Regions from separate parts of the Mus musculus genome. Here regions 1, 2, 3, 4 and 5 are each linked to region 6. A link is a contact called in public ChIA-PET, Hi-C, Micro-C and promoter capture Hi-C data. All regions are on one chromosome and are shown on one strand. The core of a region is the stretch at or near the end of the contact, and the rest is flanking DNA. Distances in the headings are between cores, read along the strand shown. Region 1 holds the start of Gbx1 (gastrulation brain homeobox 1). Region 2 holds the start of Slc4a2 (solute carrier family 4 (anion exchanger), member 2). Region 3 holds the start of Galntl5 (UDP-N-acetyl-alpha-D-galactosamine:polypeptide N-acetylgalactosaminyltransferase-like 5). Region 4 holds the start of Abcb8 (ATP-binding cassette, sub-family B (MDR/TAP), member 8). Region 5 holds the start of 2900005J15Rik (RIKEN cDNA 2900005J15 gene). Region 6 holds the start of Rheb (Ras homolog enriched in brain).

Region 1 (3,006 bases), core at 93-2,592, 320 kb before region 6:
TCCCGGGGAGAGCTCAGGGCTCTTAAATGATGGCTCAGCTGAATCTTAGCAGGATTCTCAACTCCCAAGTCTTTATGCCACACCCAGTTCTGCCAGCCTTTAGCATTTCCAGTCCTGGCCAGCCCTGGTCCAGCACCCTCCCTGGTTCTCCAGTTTTGAGAGCGACCTCTGCTAAGGTGAAGGAAGCCACAGGCTCACCAGGCCCTGCATCCAGAAAGCCCATTCCCATCGTTGAGTGTTGAGGGGTCGATTCAGACCGTGTCCCCACATACTAAGCTGACAGTTACCCTAACATGCTGTCACCCTAGGGTCCTGCTGAGGCCCTCAAGAATACAACCTTTGAGAGGAGAAAAAACGAAGGGATTCTGAAAAAGAGATGGGGCGAGGTTTGTGGACTATAATGCCTTGAGAAACGTACTGCCGGTGAGACTTCAGGCGCTCCGGGGCAAGAGCAGGGCTTTGGGACCTGGAGATGTCCACTACTGAACACCGCGTACGATCTGGAGTCCGGCACTCCAGGGCTCCAAGCAGATGGCGGGAGTTTTGGACCGGTCTCGGATCTGGGACTTCCTGACGGTCAAACCCGTGTCGGTCCCAGCACTTACCCGGTAGACTCGGGAAAGTCTCAGAGAAGTGCGGAGGCGGGGGCGGCGGAGGTTCAGTCACTTTCTCGCGCGCGGGCAGCAGCTCCTCAGCGTCCAGCGCTCCGTCAGTGCGCCGGGCCGCGGGCTCCGGGTTGCTTCGCGAGGCGGTGGAGGCGGCGGCGGCGGCGAGCTCCGGGGGCCCGTAGTAGGCGTCCGGGGGCTCTGCGAAGCTGGGCAGCGCAGTGGTCAGCGCCACCATCGAGGGCACCGCCTGGCCCAGCCCCGCGCAGAAGGTATTGCTCAGGCGGCCGGCGAACGAGGCGAGCGGGGCGAGCGGCGGCAGGCCGGCGGGCAGCGGCGCGGGGGCCAGCGCCTGCGGCAACACGAGCGGCCGGTAGGGCATGAACATGGGGTAGCCGGTGTAGAGCAGGTGGCCCGAGCGCGGCGGCGGCGGCCCGATGAGCGAGTCGATGGAGAAGGCGGCGCCGGGGCCGCCGCTGCTCCCGCCGCTGCCCCCGGGGGCGCCGCCGCCTGCCGCTCTCTGCATGGCGCTGCCCGGGCCCCGCCGTGCGCCCCGCGCGGACACGCAGGGCTCGCTGCGGGCGCGCGGGCCGAGGTGGCGGCGGGGCGCGGGCTCGGCGCAGTGTGGCTCCGGCGCCGCGCTCTCTCGCTCATAAGGAGGGAGGGGGCGGGCGGGCGGGTTGGGGGTGTCGCCCTCCGGACTCATCCATCTTCCTCAAATTACGCTTCACTTGCTCCCTCCGCCCGCCGCCGCTCCCGGCTCCCGCGCCCCGCGCCCCGCGCCTTTTCAGTGGCCCGGCCGGCCCGGGACCCCGCCCGCCCCCCGCGGCCCAACCAACTATTATTAATGCAGATTGATGAGGCCGGACCCGCGGCTTTGTGAAAGTTTGCGGCGGGCGAGGAGGCGGCGGCGGCAGCTGGCTAGGTCCTCTCCCCGCGCCCGGACGTGCTCCCGGCTCAGCCCACGCGGCCCGGGCTCGGCGCGGCTCGAAGGGCGAGAGGAGCGCGGCAGGGCGGGGCGGGGGTGCGCAGGACGCCAGGAGCGACTCGGGGCGCACCGAGTGGCGATCCCTAGGAGCCCCGATGCGGCGCGGGGCAGCAGGGGGCGCGCTCTCCGCCCAGGGCCCCGTGCGCGCCCGGGGCCACTCGTGGGCGACCGCTTTCCTACTGTCTTCCCAGTGCCTTCGCACTCTCTGCCTGGGACTCGGTTCTCTAAGCTCTGGCTCTCGCTCCCTCTCCCTCATTTCTCCTCCATCTCCAACTTCTCGCTTATGCGGGAATTCCTGGGTGCCCACACAGGGCCAAGTACTTACCCTTCCCCCTCCTTCACCTTTCCCCATCCACCTCTCTCCCACCCTTTCCATTCTTTTTCTTCCTCTCACTTTCCTCTCTTTTAGCCGCCTTTAAAATTCCTATTCCTCTCTTTTTGATTCTCTATCCCAGTCTATTTTCTCATTCCCTGCTCTCTCTCTCTCTCTCTCTCTCTCTCTCTCTCTCTCTCTCTCTCTCTCTCTCTCTCTCTCTCTCTCTCTCTCTCTCCCCATTAATTTCCCTGATTGGCTCCCTGGCTCCAGCGCGTCTGATGAGCCCTATTCATTCTCGGGCCTGACACTCTCGACCTGCCCTGGCTGATTGCTGGGGGCTGGCCCTAGGAGCGCTGATGAGCCCCAAGGGTCAGCAGCGCTAATTATCTGCTAATTGCAGATGACTCTGCTCACCTCCCCCATTCCGCCTTGACTGTCCCCCTCCTCTGATTCCCAGCAACAGACTTGTCGTTCTAGAGGCAAAAGTCATTGGCTTTTGGCTGCATAAGCACCTCAGGTCAGAGAGTGAGAACAAGACAAGCAAGAAGAGAGGCTCAAAGTTGCAAATGGAGAGCAAGCCTGTCCAGCAAAAGTGCAGCCTTTGGACTAGGGAACTATTCAGGTGCGGTCAGGAAGAGCCTCACAGTCTAAAGGAGCAATAGCAAAGCCAGACAAATTCAACAGGATGTAGTTTAGGCGTGCGAGTGGTCCTATTTAGATATAGAGGAAAACCTACTGAGCTCCCAAAGAGGACAGAGCTGGGCTGAAGGGACTGCTGGGTCTCTGACATTTGTCCCAAGCAGAAGTATTTTATTAGCTAATGAGCAGAGCTATTGTCACAGTGATGTCAGCAGGGTAGCACTAAGGCAGGATTAAGTAAGATAAGGCTTGAACTGGTTTTGTGGTAACTCTTGCTGATATTCAGAAGCAGGAAGATCAGAAATTTAAGGTCATCTTCAGCTACCTAGGGAGTTCTAGGCCAGTCTGAACCTGGGACCAGGCCACCCTGGGGTACACAGTGAGACCCTCTGAATGGGAGGAGAGGAGGGAGGTCTTGCTTTCTGAATTCATCAGAGAAGTGAAAAGAAGATGGTGTC
Region 2 (3,023 bases), core at 374-2,873, 420 kb before region 6:
ACTTGTAGTCCCGGGGAAGCCATAGTTCCCAAGAATGCCTGTGGCGGAGGACACGCGGACTACAAAGTCCAACAGGCTGCGCTCGGGCTCTCTGCAGCGATCAACTCCAGGGACTCGTTTCCATCGCGGAGGCAAACCTTAAACTTCAACTCCCAGGAAGCATCGCGTGTCGGGCGTCTCCGCCAAGGCGCGGAGGCTCCCAGTGTGCCCCGCTCTTGTTATTATTCCTTTTCTGTGCTCACAGCCTTCCAGAAAAGGGCCTCTCCGGGACTACGCGTTCCAGAATACAGTGAGGGTGGGGGTGGGGTGCTCTCTGCTTGAAGTTTGCGTTTGACGGCCTAGATCCCGAGCGCTGTTGGCCCGGCTCTGACCTGGTTGGGTGTTTTGAGTCACCAGCGACCTCCTGACAGCTTCAGCACTAGTTTTCACCTCTCCTAGGCCACCTGGTGACCCCAGGACTGATTGGGGAATGATTCTGAGCGATGTCTTACTGCTGATGACCTCACAGGGACCAGCTGACCACAGGGCTGGGCAGCGAGACAGGTGTGCCCCGTTAGAGTCTGGATTTGAGTGGAAGGACACACGCCAGAGTCCCCTCTTTCTGCTGGGCCCATTTTATCGTCTCGAAACCCACCGGACTCCAGCGGCTCCACTTTGACATGCCGAGGCCAGCTGACTGGAGCCTGGGTGTCCCCCAGATCCCAGTCTTCAGAGCAGGCCCACTGGAGTCAGCCAGGGTGTGGCCCACGAAGACTGGCAGGTCAGTTACTTCCCTCAACAGACAAGACCACAGACAGTTGCTACACTTGGAGCAAGCAGCCTTTACCTCATCCTATAAAGGAGTTGATTATAGATTTTCTTGCACTACTCTCTAATTGTCTCATGATTGCATTCTTGAGGGCTGTGAACCGGGCGAAAATGGCCCCAAACAGCATTCCTCAGCGCGGAACCAGAGTAGGCGCTAACCGTTTGTCAATTAACTCACTTAAATCTGAGTGCTTTTGCATAAACAATATTGTGATTTACCCACGTGGCAGACTGAAGACGCATAAAGTGTATTCTTTATCTGAAATAATTGATAACTTAGTTGAGAAAACATGATGACACGCAAGGGTCTTTCAAATAGAGGTGTCAGCTATGAATAGGTTTCCATTTAGCCCGGAGGTAGTTCTAGCGAAAGGGAGGAATCTTCAACAAGTTGTCTTGTTTTCCATCAGTTCAGGGTCTTGGCCACCCAACCCCACCCACTCATTACTCCACATTCGCCTGCCACCCGTTCTCTCAAGCAGACACCGGGGCTTTCTTGGTGTTTCAGTGGTGTTATTTGGGCGGGGGCTCTGCAGAACCTTAACGTCAAAAAATCTGTAGTTCGACTCCCTGCATCTCAATTTCCTGGCCTACTCCACGCCCTCGATCCCCAACGTAAAGCTGGCTTCTTTCCTCACAGAGGTGGCTCACTAAAGCTAAGAGAAGGCGAGCCCGGAGCTTCGCCGCGGGTGGCGGGGGGGGGGGAACAGCCGGAAGGCCGCGCCGGCGGTGTCGGCGGTGTCGGGCTGTGCCTGGGAGCGCGCCCCCGCCGCGGAGGCTCAGCGTCCGCTTTCCGCCTCTCAGCTAGCCGCGCCGGGGGCGCGCACGGCGCGCTGCGGGGGGCGCGCACGCTGGAGGCTGGCCTGCCCGCAGCGCGGGGGAAAGTTGAGTTGGGAGAAGTTGGGAGCGGCGGGGGCGCGCCCCGGGGTGGGCACCGGGAAATCGTCGGGAGCGCGCGAGGGTTCCGGAGGATCAGGGGAGACCCGGAGACCCCCGGGACACGAAATCTAGAGCTAGCGGGTAAGCAGTTAGGTGGCGGAGAGGGAGGGTGAGGGCCGCGGAGGGGGGGGGGGGACTGGAGACTCGGGCGCCGAGGGAGTGGAACTGGAGGAAAGGGCGGGGACTGGGGCGCAGGGAGCGAGGTTTTAGGGAGAAGGATGGGGAGGCGAGTGGGAGTACGGGTCGGAAGCGAGATTCCGTGGTCCGCCTCTTAAGAGTTACCTAAAGCCAAGGTGCCGCGCCCCCTGTCACCAGGAGCGGGTAGTCTCAGGGAGCTACTGCCTTCAGCTCGCTCTCCCACTCCCGTGAGGGTTCCAGACGACCCTGTGCCCCAGAAACTCGCCACTTTGTGGGTTGCCTGGGACCGCAACTCCTCGGATCTCGGGATTGAGAGATGGAGCCATGAAAAGGGTTGGCGGGTCAGGTCAGGACAAGAGGTCAGACAGAAGGGGGAGCAGCTGGGTGAGGGTGGGAAGGACAAGCCTGAAGTTTGAGTCCTAGGGGACTGCCTTCTCTTCTGTAGGGAACTCCTTGCTTGGGTGTGGAGGGAGCGCTGCTTCAAATCTGGGTCCGTTTTATCAAACTCTCTCCGCCCCCCACCAGCCCCACAGCCAAGAGCTGTGGAATGTACGAATTCACTTGGGGAATGGTTAATGCTCGAGTGGGGGTCCGGACTGCTAATCCCTTGGGCTGGGGGAGAGACACTAATCCTTCGGGCCCGTCGGGGCTGGTCCGGGGAATGTGCCCCCACTAGGATTATCGGTACCGATGCTCTGGACAGAGGCTGCTTTGTATTCTACGACAGCAGGGAGGGGGGCATGGGTAGAGGGAGGAGGGCTTGGTGGTGAAACACACTGAGGGCAAAGCCTGGAGGTGGGAGTGAGCACCTGCAGGTGGTGAACACAGATTCCCTATACCCCCCTAGACCAGGTCCCCTCCCTCACACCTCTCCCCCACACTGACAGGCCCTGGCTGAAGGCCTGCTTAGGGGGGAGGTGGAAAGAGCAGTCAGCTGAGTTGGAGTTCTTGCCAGGAATGTGTGGCCCAGACTCCCCACCCTGGGCTGATCCCCCCAGACCTCTGTTATTTGACCCCATCTCATTGCCAAGGTAGCCATAAATCAGGCAACCACACATCGGCAGCACACCTGAGCAGCTTAGCATTGTTACCTTTAGAGAGCATTGGGTGTGCCCTCAGTGTGCATGGGCACCCCAGTT
Region 3 (3,266 bases), core at 527-3,026, 340 kb after region 6:
TTTTTTTTTTTTTTTTTGGTTTTTCGAGACAGGGTTTCTCTGTGTAGCCCTGGCTGTCCTGGCACTCACTTTGTAGACCAGGCTGGCCTCGAACTCAGAAATCCACCTGCCTCTGCCTCCCAAGTGCTGGTATTAAAGGCGTGCGCCACCACTGCCCAGCAAGACTGCTATTTCTTATGGAGGTTCTTTCTGGGCTGATAAAATGAGCCACATTTTTGTGACTTTTGTGAATATACCTACGTCTCTGCTTCTGAGGGTGAGTTTAATGGCACATGAGTTTTTCTCAACATAAAATCCCATCTATTACCCTTGACCTAGTTAAGAGCCTTGCCCTTTCTCGGAAAGACTTTACTTATTAAACCAAACCGTAACCTAGGACTTAACTCTGAGAATCTTTGAAGTGTGAAACCCTTTAGAGAGCAGCCCATGAGTATCCAGATGCCCTGGCCCCACACAGTACCTAGTGCCTGTCTCACCCTCTGGCTGTTCTCAGTGTAGATCAGTTTGGCACCTTCTTCAGTGTCATAGCAATAGCATCATGCACCCTGCATCTTGCTTCTGTGTCTGAGGTGTCCTGCTATCACATGCATGCCCACAGCCCCATCCATTCCCACTGTGGTGCTGGGATGGAGCACAGGGCTCCATGCTTGTTAGACAGGCACTATACCAGCTGTACCACACCCACAGCCCTGTCCATTCCACTCTGCATGGGCTTTTGCATTATATATATATATATATATATATATATATTTGCATAGATATTGAGAAAATGGTTGGTTTGTTAGTTTGTTTTGTGTTTGTTTTCATTGCCAGGGATCAAACTCAGAGTCTTATGTGCTAGGAAAATTTATGTGAGTGTGTGTGTGTGTGTGTGTGTGTGTGTGTGTGTGTGTGTAGGCAGAGATAGCTACACATGTACATGTATGTATATATGAAGATTGGTGTGTGGCGTCCTCCCTTACTGGTCTTTTTTTTGTTTTGTTTTTGAGGCAAGGCCTCTCACTGAACCTGCTAGCAAGTTCCAGGGCTTCTCCTGTCTCTGCCTTCCCCAGGCTAGGGTCTCAGGTGTGCATTGCCATGAATGGCTTTTATGTGATGCTAGGGTTCCAAACTCAGACCTTTATGCTGTGTGGCAAGGAGTTTCCCAAATAAGCCATCTCCCCCGCCCATTCAAACATAGTCTGCATTAATACCATTGATAAATGAAATAGAAGTGCTTCCTATCTAGCTTGTGCAGATGAGCATCCAAATTTATGCTAGGAGTTGTCCAGACCTTCATGCTCTAGAGAAGGGTCTAGAAGAGCCCCAGCGCACCACTGCCTCTATTGAGCTGATACAGGGGTGTGGTGGTTCCAAGCCTCTGGGGGGAGGGGTCCAACCTCCTCTTACTCTCACAGAAGGGCTCTCTCAAGTCTTGGCTGATCTTGTGTACTGCCATCTAAATGCTGAGCAATGGATCAGAAAGGAAAAGTTAAAGGCTGCATTCAGGCAGCCTTTGGTCTCATATTTCAGTTTCTTGAGGTATTCTGACAGCTGTTTTGTAATCTCATTTCACAAGAGCTAAACATTAGGCCAAGCCTGCATACCCTGGGTTTTGACCTTGACTCTCATGAGACTTTCTGTTTCCTTAGCTGAGGAGGAATGACATTCAGACAGTAGTTATGATAGGCCCCTTTGGGTTCTAGCTTCCTGGATTCTAACTGCTTGCTAGACTTCCAGACAGAGGCCTCTGTGGGCCAACAGTGCCTTGTGTGATGTCACTGGGCTCTGAGAGCCAGCCTGTGGTGGCCTGCTGAACACTCTGTTGCTGTAAGGCAACCCAGCATGATCTAGTACCACCTAGAAAATTACATCTTTTCATCACTCACAGACCTGATTCCACTTATGACTCTGGTTGTCAAATAACTTTAAAAGCTGCCAGAAAGGCAGCCTCATTGACAGGTAAGGAGCTAGGCCAGAGTTAGAGACTCAGGAAGTCCAGGCATCTAGACCAGTGCAAGCAGTGGTCTGCTGGACATTGGCTGATGTGGACTCTGCCGAGCAGCACGGAGACTGATTTACCACAAGAAAAGGCTGGCTATGCCTCACTTCTGGAAGACATAAGATACTGTGTAGGCTCCAGTTCCTGAAAGGGGACTCTGTGACATACTTGTGTGAGCTCTTTATAGTTACTTAAAACTCAATGGAGGGAAGGCCTTTGAAGAGTGAGGTTACAGGTCCCATCTGAAGAGCAGTGTTGGGAAGATAAAGCATTGCAAAATGTTGTTTTCAGAAAAATCAGTGGTGGCATGGATCAGAAGCAAGGTCATGCTCTCCTGACGCTAATGTGGGGAGGATGTGTGCCCGCACAGATCTTCACACCGATGACTTAATCACATCATACTTTTACATTTTTTAAAATTTATTTTTAAAGGAGTGAGAGTTTATTTTAGCTTACAACTTGAGGGGATAGATTTCATAGTGATGGGGAAAGCACAGAAGCACTGTGGCAGGAGAGGGAGGTGGCTGATCACATGGTGTTCACAGCCAGGAAGTAGTGAATTCTGGTGCTCAGGGCTTTCTCCTCTCCATTCACCTGGGACCCCAGGCCACGGAATGCATCACCCATATTTAATGCGGATGTTTCCACCTCAATTAACCTAATTTGAATTATGTAGATTTACTGAGAGTCTCTCTCTCTCCAGTGATCCTAGATCCTGTAGAGTTGACAACATTAACCATTACAGGAACGGGGACTCTGACAAGGCCCCTTTAATAAGATATACTGATAGTCAGGCAGCTAATTCCAGCACCAAGGAGACAGAGGCAGGCAGATCTCTTGAGTTCTAGGCCAGCCTGGTCTACAAAAATGAGTTTCAGGACAGCCAGGGCTACACACACACAAAAATCAATTAATAAAAAAAAATCCATAAAGTATGCTAACAAGGCATTTTATACTCATAGGTTAGGGAAAGTTTCACTACACTCACCCACACCCACGCCCAACATACTTGCACATATGCACACATACAGGCACACACATGTGTGTGTGCACACACACACATGCACACCTTTGACAGTTTCGTGTATTACACTGAATTTTAGTTATTCTCACTCCCATCACCCGCTCTCATCCGCCCCTCCTGCCGGAAACCCTTATTCTTTGTAAAAGTCCCTGTCCTCCTCGCAAATCTATTCTCTGTGTGTCACCCACTGAATTCAACTACAGCTGCTTGAGTGCGCTAGAGTGGGAGCCACCTTTGTTTCTTGAGACAAGGCTCACTGAG
Region 4 (3,251 bases), core at 444-2,943, 450 kb before region 6:
AGCTGTTCTGGGCAACATCTGACCCTATCTTAAAAAAAAAAAAAAAAAAAAAAAGCTGTATATTTTCTTTCTCTGAATGAAAGAGGGCAGACTTTGTGGTTAGCCAGGAGAAAACAAGGAGTAAAAGGAAGGAGTGCTAGCCATCCTAGATTGGAGCTTAAGGAAAAAAGGCTGGTTCCTTGAGAGTTCCACTGTATCTTCCTTATCCTCTTGAACCCTGATGTACTCTCCTCCAGTCCTGACCTGGTGTCGGGGCCTCCTGAGACACGTCAGCGCAGGAAGGCAGGGGCCTTGAGAGGATAATTTGGGTGTGTGGGGATGGACTGGCTCAGTTGAGTTCTTTGTTGTTGCCTCACCCGGGAGGAGGAGGCCCAGGTGGCTGGTCTGATGGCTTGCCCAACGCCATTCCCAAGGCCATGAGTCACCAACTGCCCTACTGAAGCCCATGCCTGAGATATTGACTTATGGAGCAGGTGTCAGGGCCTCCAGCGATCAAGCCAGTATCTCAGAGGCGGAGAGGAAAACTGTGCTTCCTAGAGCATTTCCTGGAGGAGCGTGGAGGACATCCATGGAACATCCCACAGGTTTATCCCAGACTGCCTGATTTTCTTATATAACAAGAGTTCATGACTCCCATACTTTTGTGTCTAGGTAAGGTGCAAAGCTATGCTTTGTGGCAAAATGGAATCCCAAGGAAGTGGGCGTGGGGGGGTACCCCGGTGGCAGGAAATTCCCATGATCTTTCTGAGACCTCTAGAGAGAGAGAGGTTAAGTGTGGCTTTAGCTGGTACCTCCCTCTGACATTACTCACATATAGTATATACTTGCTTAAGACTACCTCTACACACATCCTTATCTCCTCAGCCCCAAACTCAAGCAAATTCTGGCTCATTGCTCTGTCTAGTTTCACTCTGCTCATTCCAGAGCATGACTTTGCGACCCTCAGCTCAAGAAAAATTGAGTCCCGGAAGCACCACCAATAAATGACAATGATACTAGTAACATAACAATGTTCAAATGTCCAGATGGATTACCAGAGAGTAAATGTGAGCTAGAAACAGCACCCCCTGGTGGACAGTGGACAATAGCGTGCCTTTCTCGCGTGGAGGGGAACGGGTATGAGTCAGAGCCACTCCCACCAAGAAACCACAGCCCAGTGGAGGAGTTAAAACAAAAATAATAATTACACAGAAGGCATAGTGACTCAAGCCTCTAATCCCAACACTGGGAAGGAAGGATGGTGAGTTCAAGACAAGCCTGGGCTATAAAGAGAGTCTCAGGCTAGTCAGAGCTATGTAGCAGGTCTTGGGGGTACTTTGGGAGACAATTATAGCAAGAATAAGCTTAGCCCAACTGCTGCAAGAGCTATTCACTTTTGAGCTGGAACCTTAGGCCAGTGATTCAGACCCAAATGAAGAAGGAACCTAAAGGTTAGCTCTTAGGTTGCACTTTGATTAACTTCATGACCTACATACTAATAATTCACGATAACTGTGAGTAGCAGGATCACATAGGGAGATTAGAGACTCAAGTGGTGGCACGTTACGTGCATGTATGTTTTTGTTTGGTTTGGGTTGAGGGGTGTGTGTGTGTGTGTGTGTGTGTGTGTGTCTGTGTGTAGTTTTTTTTTTTAACTCTCAGGTCTGTTTTCACATATTCCTTCTCACGAAACCACCACTTCCTGTGATGCCAGGGAGCATAGAGATTGTCTGGAACAACTCTAGAGAAAGGGCTCAAGGTCAGAAGCGCCAGGACGTCCTCTAATGTGAGAATGAACGTCGCACAACCTCTGACCCGCACCTGACTTCAGGCCACTGAGCAAATAGCTAGAGCTGCTTCTGCTCGGTCCCGCCTACAGCCAACATTTTATCCAATCACAGCTTGCAGCAAGACTGATGTGTCTTTTCTCCAATCATCGCTGAGAATGGGAAGGGGTTGTCGGGATGGGGCCATAGCGAACATGGAACCCTCGGTAGGATAAGTGTGAGATTGCCGTTGCTGGCTGCCCCTATCTTATTGCCTCAACATGTTGGTGCACTTATTTCGGTTCGGAATCCGGGGTGGCCCAGTTCCAGGATGGTCGCTACAATCCCTGCGCTTCCAGACGTTCTCTGCCGCCAGGTAAAAACACAAGAGCAACTTGGAGTGTGGGCCATTGACCACCGTCCGACATCGCGCGGGGCCCGCCGGGATATGTAGTTCCGGGCTCGCGCGGGGCTTGCTGGGAGATGTAGGCTGTCTCGGAGGGTGTGGAATGTCACTGTCCAGGGAATTGGCCTCAATTATTCATGATGCTGTGTGGTGCCAGCAGGAGGCTCCGCAGGTCTGTATCCACTTGCGGTCAGGACTCAGCCACACCCAGTCACCACTGCCCACTAAGGGGCGCCACTCACAGCTCGCATTCGCTCTCTGGTAATCCACCTGGAGATCTGTAATTGGTGTCCATAGACATTTACTATTGATAGTGCTTCAGGATTAGCTGAAATAGTTCTAAATAATCAAAAGCGATACCTGAGCTGGCGAGATGATTTAGCAGTTAAAGGCACTTGCTACCAAGCCTGAAGACGTGGATTCTACTTGAAAACTCATGGTAGGAGGTATGCAGTTTCGGCAAATTATAATTATCCTCTTACTTCCACTATCCCAAACCCACTAAATAGATAAACACATACGTGCATTTAAAAAAAAATTTTAAAGTAGGTCCTAGCTAGAATCTACTGTGAATTCAAGGCCAGGCTGGTCTATAGAGAGCTCCAGGTCAGCCCAACTATACAGTGAAATCTCAACAGCATCCACGTTAAGCCCGAGAGTTGCTAGGAATTTGAAGCCAGCACGGACTACATAGTGAGTTCTGAGTGAACAAAACAAATAGGAATTTGATTCTTAGAGCTAGATGTATCGTCAGGAACCGAGCCTAGTACCCTTTACTCAAGAAGGTGAGTCTAAATCCAGTATACAGCCGAATGTATTCTATACATTCTAAGTTCAAGGCCCACCTGGAAAACTTTGTAAGATCCTGTGTCAAATATAAAGAGTAAAAGGGTCATTCATATGACTCAGTGGGTAAAGAAGTGCCACCAACGTGATCCCCTGAGTTTGTAATCCCTGGGACCCACGTGTGGAAGGAGAGAACCAGTTCTTGTAAACTGTCCTTTGATCTCAACTCACTGTGGAGTGCTCAGGCATGGGTGTGTTTCTCGCACCCCCCCCCACACACACACACAAATAAATAAATAAAATTACTATATTTT
Region 5 (3,436 bases), core at 633-3,132, 260 kb after region 6:
GTGGGGCTCATGGAGCTGTCCCACACTGCTTAGCATGTTCATTTGTAAAAACCATTGCTTGCTTGGTCGCTGCCAGGATGTAGCCAAGTGGGGTTTCCCTTTGGGTAAAGCTAAAGGCTGGGGTACACCTCCTGAGAATTGATCCCCCTCTACAGAGAGGAGAACAAGTGCCCTTGGGCTACCAGCTAGGGCAAACCAGACTGATGCTCAGCACTGAGCAAGCTATTCTGCATGCTGCTCCCTCCGGCTGTTTAAGTCAATGTCACCAGAGTCCAACCAAGGTGGCAGGGTATTCTGGGCTGAAGTTAGCAATAGCCCTGTATAGTAAGCCGAGAAAACCTCAAGCCCCCAAATTCCACGAGGCACAAAATATTCCTGGAGTCAAACCACGGGAATCACTGCAAAGGGCTCCAGCCGCGACTCACATGCATCCTGAAATTGGTGTGGAGGGAGAGCTATTTGGGGGTGCTGCCTCACCGTGGCACCCCGCGATATTCCCACCCACCACTCCTTTCCTCAGTCCCCGGTGGCGGCGGCGGCTCCTCAACTCACGCTTCCCCGCACTTCACAAGAGGTCCTTTTCAACAAAACAACACAACTCACCACCCCCCTCCCCAGCACCCGCACCGGCCCGATCCAGGGCTACGCCCAGTCCGCCACCAGGCTTTGCGCACCCGGGAGCGCGCTTCTCGTACTCGCTTCCCAGCAGACACCCTTGCCTCTGTCCTAGACAATCCCATAGCTCCACTATAGTACGGACCAAGATCCAATCTCGGGCTCTGCGGCCCAGCTTGGGCCCTGCCCCTCCCCCTCCCCAGCCTCCCGAAGGGACAGGAGGGACAGGACGGCGCGCGCAGAGTGTCCCTTGTTAACCGCCTAGGCGCCGCGGGAGTCTGGAGCTCCAGGGATGGGACTCACCGGAATGTGCACTCGCAGTGACCGCCTCTTCAGGCTAGGGTTCTTTTTGCCACTGCTCCCGCCCGGGCTGGAAACCTCTTTCTTCTTCTTGGTGTCCATGGCTGCGCTTCCCATAACTTTAGCTAGAAGTTAATTCCGGTGCCTCGTCCCCGGGGTTCGGTCCCCTCGCTGCCTCCCAGGACTGCTGCCGTTACACTGGAGCCACGCGCTTTTTATGACTGTCCTCCCACCCTGAAAACACCTCGTGGGGACTTCCGCGGGGAGGGCGGGTGGCGCAGGTAACACGCGGGGCTCCACCCGAGGGGCTGGCAGTCCGCGGAATGCCGGGTTGGAGCGTCCTCTTTCTCCTACGGAATCATTGGGTGCAGAGTCTCGGCCCGTGCTACTTTTGGTTACGCGTGGCAGAAGTCTTGTGCTGGGTGATAAAGTTTTCCTCCTTCTGCAAAGCGAAGCAACATTTTCCACCTCTCGGCTCCTCCCACAAATTCCCAGAGGTAGTCGGCCAGGCAGGTGCAATTAACAACAGCAATTTGGAAAACAGCCTTCTCGTGTCTGTGCCTCGATGGAAACGGTGGCCAGAGACACTTGGTAGAGAAATGCATAACCCTGGGCCGCACAATAAAGCGACAGGGAGCCTGGGACCCGGAGGGCCTCCTCTTTGGGCGAGAGGGAGGGCAGAGGGGGAAGAGGAGGTGCAAAGGCGAAGACTCGTCGCAATTGGGCTGGCGCGTGGCCGCAGGAATAAACTGTGGCGGCGGCTGGCTGGGTTCTGCGGGCCGAAGGGCGCGCCCCAGCCCCTAGGGGAGAATAGGGCAGGGCGCCCGCCCCGGGCGGCCTCTGAGCCGCGGCCCCCGGGACCCGGGGAACTGTGGGGGCCGGGTCTGGCACCAACGTAGGCTCTGGGAGCGCTGGGCGGTGGCAGGCGGCGCGCGCGTTGAACAGGAAGTGCGCGGCGTGCGGCGCCACTGTCCCACTCCACGCGGCCCACGCTGCCCCCGGGTGGTCGCCGTGCACTCTCTGTCTCAAGGTAGGCCAGCTCCGGACTCGCCAGGAGCTGATTCTGATCCATCTGGTTTTGCTGTGTCTCTGTTTAGGTCCAGCCCCCGGAAACACACACCCGCAGCCCGACCACGCCACGATTGAAGCCCCGGGTCAAAGTGGTTCGGGTGACCGCACTCGCTTCTCGCAACGCCGCCCCCCTGCGGCGTAGGGAACCCCATCCTGTCCAGAGCGGCCTGTGGCGTGGTGAGTGCAGGCTTTTCTCCACAACTTGGTTCTTTTCAGATTCATCAAAGATTGCGCAACAAACCTTGATCTTTGGCAAAGGCGCTCTGGTCTCAGTAAATGCTGAAGTCCTAAAACCACGAGAGGAAATGGGTGCGTCGGAGCCTGAAACCAGGGCGAACACGCCACGTGCTCCCGGATCTTCAGAGCCACTGGCTGCAGATCTGGTACTGCGGGCTGCTCAGGGCCCTGGTGTTCCTCCCAGGCAGCAGGACCTTGGCTTCTGGTCTGAGTGAGGGGCGTGCTTCCTCTCCTGCTCAGAATTGAATACCGGCTGACCCCAGTGATCACTCCAGCTCTTTGAAGCTAACATCAGCCCACCTGCTCCCTGTAAACAGTAATACACGGACAGTACCTATAGCATAAACGTGATAGGGGTTCCTTTGACGAAGACATGACACGGGTAAGGAGATGGCCTTTACTCCTCTTCCTGCTCTCCCACCGTAGAGGATGTGGTTACCACTTTAAGACCATGATTTAGTAAAGGACCTGTCTGTCCCATGAGAAACCCATTGCTGGGTCCAGCAATCCCCTGGATTTCCACGGTACCAGCCAAGTTCCTGCAAATTAGGTAAAACCCTACAGCTGGGGGGAAGGGGGCGATCCTTGGTTCATCAGGTAAGTTTGTATACATCCTGCTACCACACTTTCAAAACAAGAATGAAGTACACCTCCTCCCCAGAGCCCCCAACCAGTATCCCTAAGCAGCTTCTGGAGAGTCCTCTGAAGGTTCTAACCCGGTGTCGGTGTCGTCACCCTCCTCCCCAGCCTGGCTCCTCACTAAAGGACTCCCAGGACCCCAAAAGACATCATTCTACTGAGGGTTCAGACTGCTTCTTAGAAGCAGAAGTGAGAGGTTTGGAGGGACGCAATACCAACGTCCAAGGAGGCTACCCTCAGCCACTAAAAAAAGAAAAGAAAAAATCACTCCAGGTTTGTCAAGTGTTCTCTCTCTGTAGGTTGGAATGTTCATCTCTTCATGATGGTGTGCCAGGATGCATAAATGGTACCATGTGATGAGAAAGAAGTGGCTTTGAAAGAAGCAGCCATCAGAAGAGACCAAGAAGACAGAGGAAAGGACTCTGAGGGGAACGTACATGCTCCTTCTATCACCACCTTTCCCTTGGGGTGTGCGTGTGTGTGTGTGTGTGTGTGTGTGTATGTGTGTGTAGCTTGTGTGTGTGTGCACTTGCCTGTGGTAGCTTGTGTGTGTGTGTGCACTTGCCTGTGGTAG
Region 6 (2,931 bases), core at 279-2,778:
ATGGTCTCATTCTCCAAATTTGGAGGGAATTCAGAAAACAGTATGGTGACTCAGACAACCAACACTGGTTACATCAGGAGTTCTATCTTGGTGTGAATGGATTCACCGTAATTTTGTGCCTGTTAACTCTAGGGTTGCAATTGTTAAAGCAGTCACCTACTCTTTCCTACTATGAACACCTCAGCACTGCACTATGCACGTGTCACCTTTCCACTCTAGGCACTCCCATCTGTCACACTGTCTCCGATCTTCCATTCCCTTCCTAAGGAGTTTCTCCAGTTCTTGAGGAGAGAAGGTGAAAAGTAAGCAGGCCCTGACTGATCTTGGTCAAAGAGCACAGAGCCGGGCACCAGCAGTGGAAAGCAGGGTGAGAACGCAGAATGAACCGCCTAGCAGGAGCCCATCCAGTGGGGAAGGTGTTCTACTGCCAGACTCTCCACTCCTCAGTGGTCCCTGTCAAACGCACATTTTCTGGAGACAGTTACATCTTTCAAACAGCACTAAAGATGAACGTGACAGTCCCCTGTTCCGGTCGGTCAAAAACAATAAAGCCTCACCCTGCAGCGTGGTTAAGTTCAAATGTCCTGTATCACACGATGGACTGAATACTACTGTCTGGACACCGCGTTCCCTCCCCACCCCACCCAGGACCACCTCTATTCGGCAAAAAGGTGATTACTAGGAACAACTTTAAATGTATGTCAATCGCTTGGTGGTGGTGTTAGGAAAACAAACGGGCTTTTGAATTACTTTAACAGCCTGGTTCCAAGTGCCTGGCCTTGTTTCTCCTCAAAGGGGAAAAGAAAAATAGGACACATTAGAGACGTCTTTCTCCTCTTCCCTGTGCTGGCTGCCAGATGCTACCTAGCTGGCCTGTGAGGGGTCCAGTCTAGGTTTCTTGGAGGCGGAAAACTTGGTAGCCAAACGTCTTGAAGTTTCCCTGTTTTCTTTAAAAGGCTTAACTTCTTTGCAGATGGAAAGGTCACAAGGAGAGGTTTCCTTTGTTGAAATGCCCGGGGCTTGTGGGATTGGGGAAACGGGTGGGGACAGACCGTGCTTAGAGAAGGCGGGACAGATGCGGGGATCCGACTAGGCTGCTCCGGGCCGCAAGACTCCCGGGCAGTGGCCCGCGGCTCCTACGCCGAGGGAAGGACGCGGCCGCCTCGGCCTGCCGCCCCGCCACCTGTCCGCCGCGCCTGGGGACAGGGGAAGGCGCCGCCGCCTCCACTCAAAATGGAGGTTATGAAACGCGCGCCGCCCGCCCGCCCGCCACATGGCCGCGCCGCCACAAACTTCGCAGGCGCGTCCGCGTCCTGGGGCTCAGCCCCGACATCGCCCGGGCCGCCACTCACCCACAGACCGGTAGCCCAGGATGGCGATCTTCCGGGACTTGGACTGAGGCATCTTGGTGGCCTGCTCAGCCCCGACCCAACCACATTAACCGCGGCGGCGGCGGCTCCTCCGGCTCAGACTATCGGCGGCGGCTGCGCCGGGAGAACGCGGCATACAGAGCACGGCGGCGGGCGCGGCTGCCTCTCGCTCGCTCGCTCGCTCGCTCCTTCTCTAGCTCGCTCAACCGCCCGGAACCGAACGCGCGGGCCCTCCCCCAACAACACACCCACGTGACCGCGCGCGGCCCCGTCTGCGCCGCCTCCCGCCGCCGCCTCCCAGCCCGGAACGCGCGGGGGAGCGTCGGGGAAACGTTTTACTTTAAAGGGAAAAAGCGGAGACGCCCCAAAGCCCCCGGAAAAGTCACGACCGAAACTCGCTGCGTCATGACCCTCCCACCTACTTCCGCCGCTTTTTAATTACGACAATCCTGCCCGAGCTCTGACTGGACGGCTCCCAGACTGCCGCGCGATGACGCAATGGAAACTCCGTCTTCTATTGGGGATTGGAAGGGTGGAGCCAAGGAGAGGTGCCGCTCAGCGGGGAGCTAAAAATAAATTCTGTCTGCTTTTGCTCGGCGGGGCGCCTGCGTGGTCCAAAAGCGTGGCCCTACCGGCGGGTGGGCGGGCGGGCAGGCAACTCCTCAGTGATTGGCTAATGTGGGTGCGGGGGCGGAACCAGAGGCGTGAAGCACGGTGATTGGTGAAGTGCTGAGCCGTTGGCCGACTTGCGCCTGCCGGCCCTTAAAAGGAGCGAGGCGCGTGGCCCTAGCTGACGGACTGTAGGTTGGCTGACACCTCGCTTCGCACTTGTCTATACTTCAAATTACCGTCCTGCTATGTTAGCTTTAGTCTGGGCTTAACGTGGGTGGTGACTAAGCTTTATTCGTGGCTGAGGAACTGTGGGAAGAATGAAATCTGTGCAGCTCGCAAATGTCAGAAATTCCATTAAAAGCAGCGCGAGCTGACCAGTCCTGGTGCCGACTCGGGCAACACGCCGGGTGGCACGCACCTCGCACAGACAGGCGCGCGCGTGGGAGTCCTGCAGCCAGATCAGTGCGTCTTTTCATACTGAACACTCGAGAGGTTATTTCTGGAGAAACGTGAAAGTCAGCCATTGTCAAAAACGCCGAGGAAAAGGAGGAGGCTTAGCTGTCTGGTGTGGGCGGGCCATGCCTGAAAAGGGAAGGCTGTCATATTTTCTACAACAGTCGTACAGGCAGAAAGCTCTTGTTTCCAGAGAACTAGAGGAGTTGAGATATCCTCATATTGAAGAACAGGGTGGAAAGCTAGACCCTAGGCCTAGTTCATCGAAGTCCAAACTAAAGGCTAGGCCTGGAAATAAAGGTGCCAAGAGAGAACAGCACACTTGTCCTTAATTTTTTGCCCTTCACAATAGACTTATTTTTATAGGGTCTCACGTAGTCCAGGCTGGCCTGGAATTCTTAGAGATCCACCTGTCACTGCCTCCGAGGTGCTGGGATTAAGTGCTGTTCTGCTACCTTGATCTTTCAATTCTCTTTTCTCTGTCCAAATGCTAGGA

The links. Promoter capture Hi-C pulls out the DNA fragments that hold promoters and counts their contacts. A called contact is a pair of places that touch in the nucleus more often than the background predicts. ChIA-PET counts read pairs in DNA pulled down with a chosen protein or histone mark. Capture Hi-C pulls out chosen DNA fragments and counts their contacts.
Region 1: a contact with region 6 is called in a Micro-C map of embryonic stem cells, with 2.4 times the contacts expected there. The contact joins the promoter of Gbx1 here to the promoter of Rheb in region 6. A contact is called at or near these places in 1 of 484 Hi-C or Micro-C datasets (embryonic stem cells) and 1 of 9 other capture datasets (adipose tissue).
Region 2: a promoter capture Hi-C map of liver shows a contact between it and region 6, with 2.4 times the contacts expected there. The contact joins the promoter of Slc4a2 here to the promoter of Rheb in region 6. A contact is called at or near these places in 2 of 39 promoter capture datasets (erythroid cells and neutrophils), 2 of 484 Hi-C or Micro-C datasets (B cells and CD8 T cells), 2 of 115 datasets of contacts at active chromatin or transcription factors (the 230-238 cell line and memory CD8 T cells) and 2 of 9 other capture datasets (adipose tissue and liver).
Region 3: a contact with region 6 is called in a promoter capture Hi-C map of 3T3-L1-derived adipocytes, with 2.7 times the contacts expected there. The contact joins the promoter of Galntl5 here to the promoter of Rheb in region 6. A contact is called at or near these places in 6 of 39 promoter capture datasets (3T3-L1-derived adipocytes, the C10 cell line, cranial neural crest and 3 more).
Region 4: an RNA polymerase II ChIA-PET map of memory CD8 T cells shows a contact between it and region 6, with 18 read pairs. The contact joins the promoter of Abcb8 here to the promoter of Rheb in region 6. A contact is called at or near these places in 2 of 39 promoter capture datasets (the C10 cell line and pre-B cells), 1 of 484 Hi-C or Micro-C datasets (CD4 T cells), 4 of 115 datasets of contacts at active chromatin or transcription factors (bone marrow-derived macrophages, memory CD8 T cells, pancreatic cancer cells and 1 more) and 2 of 9 other capture datasets (adipose tissue and liver).
Region 5: a contact with region 6 is called in a Hi-C map of muscle stem cells, with 1.9 times the contacts expected there. The contact joins the promoter of 2900005J15Rik here to the promoter of Rheb in region 6. A contact is called at or near these places in 8 of 39 promoter capture datasets (the C10 cell line, the HPC-7 cell line, hippocampal neurons and 3 more), 7 of 484 Hi-C or Micro-C datasets (CD8 T cells, embryonic stem cells, muscle stem cells and 1 more), 4 of 115 datasets of contacts at active chromatin or transcription factors (embryonic stem cells, memory CD8 T cells and microglia) and 3 of 9 other capture datasets (adipose tissue, embryonic stem cells and liver).

What each region holds. Positions count from the first base shown.
Region 1 is chr5:24,525,506-24,528,511 of GRCm38.p6, forward strand. Gbx1 (gastrulation brain homeobox 1) reads right to left here and starts at 1,343. Exons shown (of 2, transcript NM_015739.2): 1 at 606-1,343. The coding sequence starts at 1,311.
Region 2 is chr5:24,423,609-24,426,631 of GRCm38.p6, forward strand. It overlaps Slc4a2 (solute carrier family 4 (anion exchanger), member 2), which reads left to right and starts at 1,624. Exons shown (of 23, transcript NM_009207.3): 1 at 1,624-1,827.
Region 3 is chr5:25,179,704-25,182,969 of GRCm38.p6, forward strand. Galntl5 (UDP-N-acetyl-alpha-D-galactosamine:polypeptide N-acetylgalactosaminyltransferase-like 5) reads left to right here and starts at 1,777. Exons shown (of 9, transcript NM_026449.3): 1 at 1,777-1,941.
Region 4 is chr5:24,392,463-24,395,713 of GRCm38.p6, forward strand. Abcb8 (ATP-binding cassette, sub-family B (MDR/TAP), member 8) reads left to right here and starts at 1,694. Exons shown (of 16, transcript NM_029020.3): 1 at 1,694-2,121. The coding sequence starts at 2,027.
Region 5 is chr5:25,099,093-25,102,528 of GRCm38.p6, forward strand. It overlaps 2900005J15Rik (RIKEN cDNA 2900005J15 gene), which reads left to right and starts at 1,883. Exons shown (of 1, transcript NR_027851.1): 1 at 1,883-3,436. Prkag2 (protein kinase, AMP-activated, gamma 2 non-catalytic subunit) reads right to left here and starts at 1,550. Exons shown (of 16, transcript NM_145401.2): 1 at 919-1,550. The coding sequence starts at 1,032. It overlaps Gm42232 (a long non-coding RNA gene), which reads right to left and starts at 911. Exons shown (of 2, transcript XR_880887.2): 1 at 761-911.
Region 6 is chr5:24,840,833-24,843,763 of GRCm38.p6, forward strand. Rheb (Ras homolog enriched in brain) reads right to left here and starts at 1,529. Exons shown (of 8, transcript NM_053075.3): 1 at 1,353-1,529. The coding sequence starts at 1,404.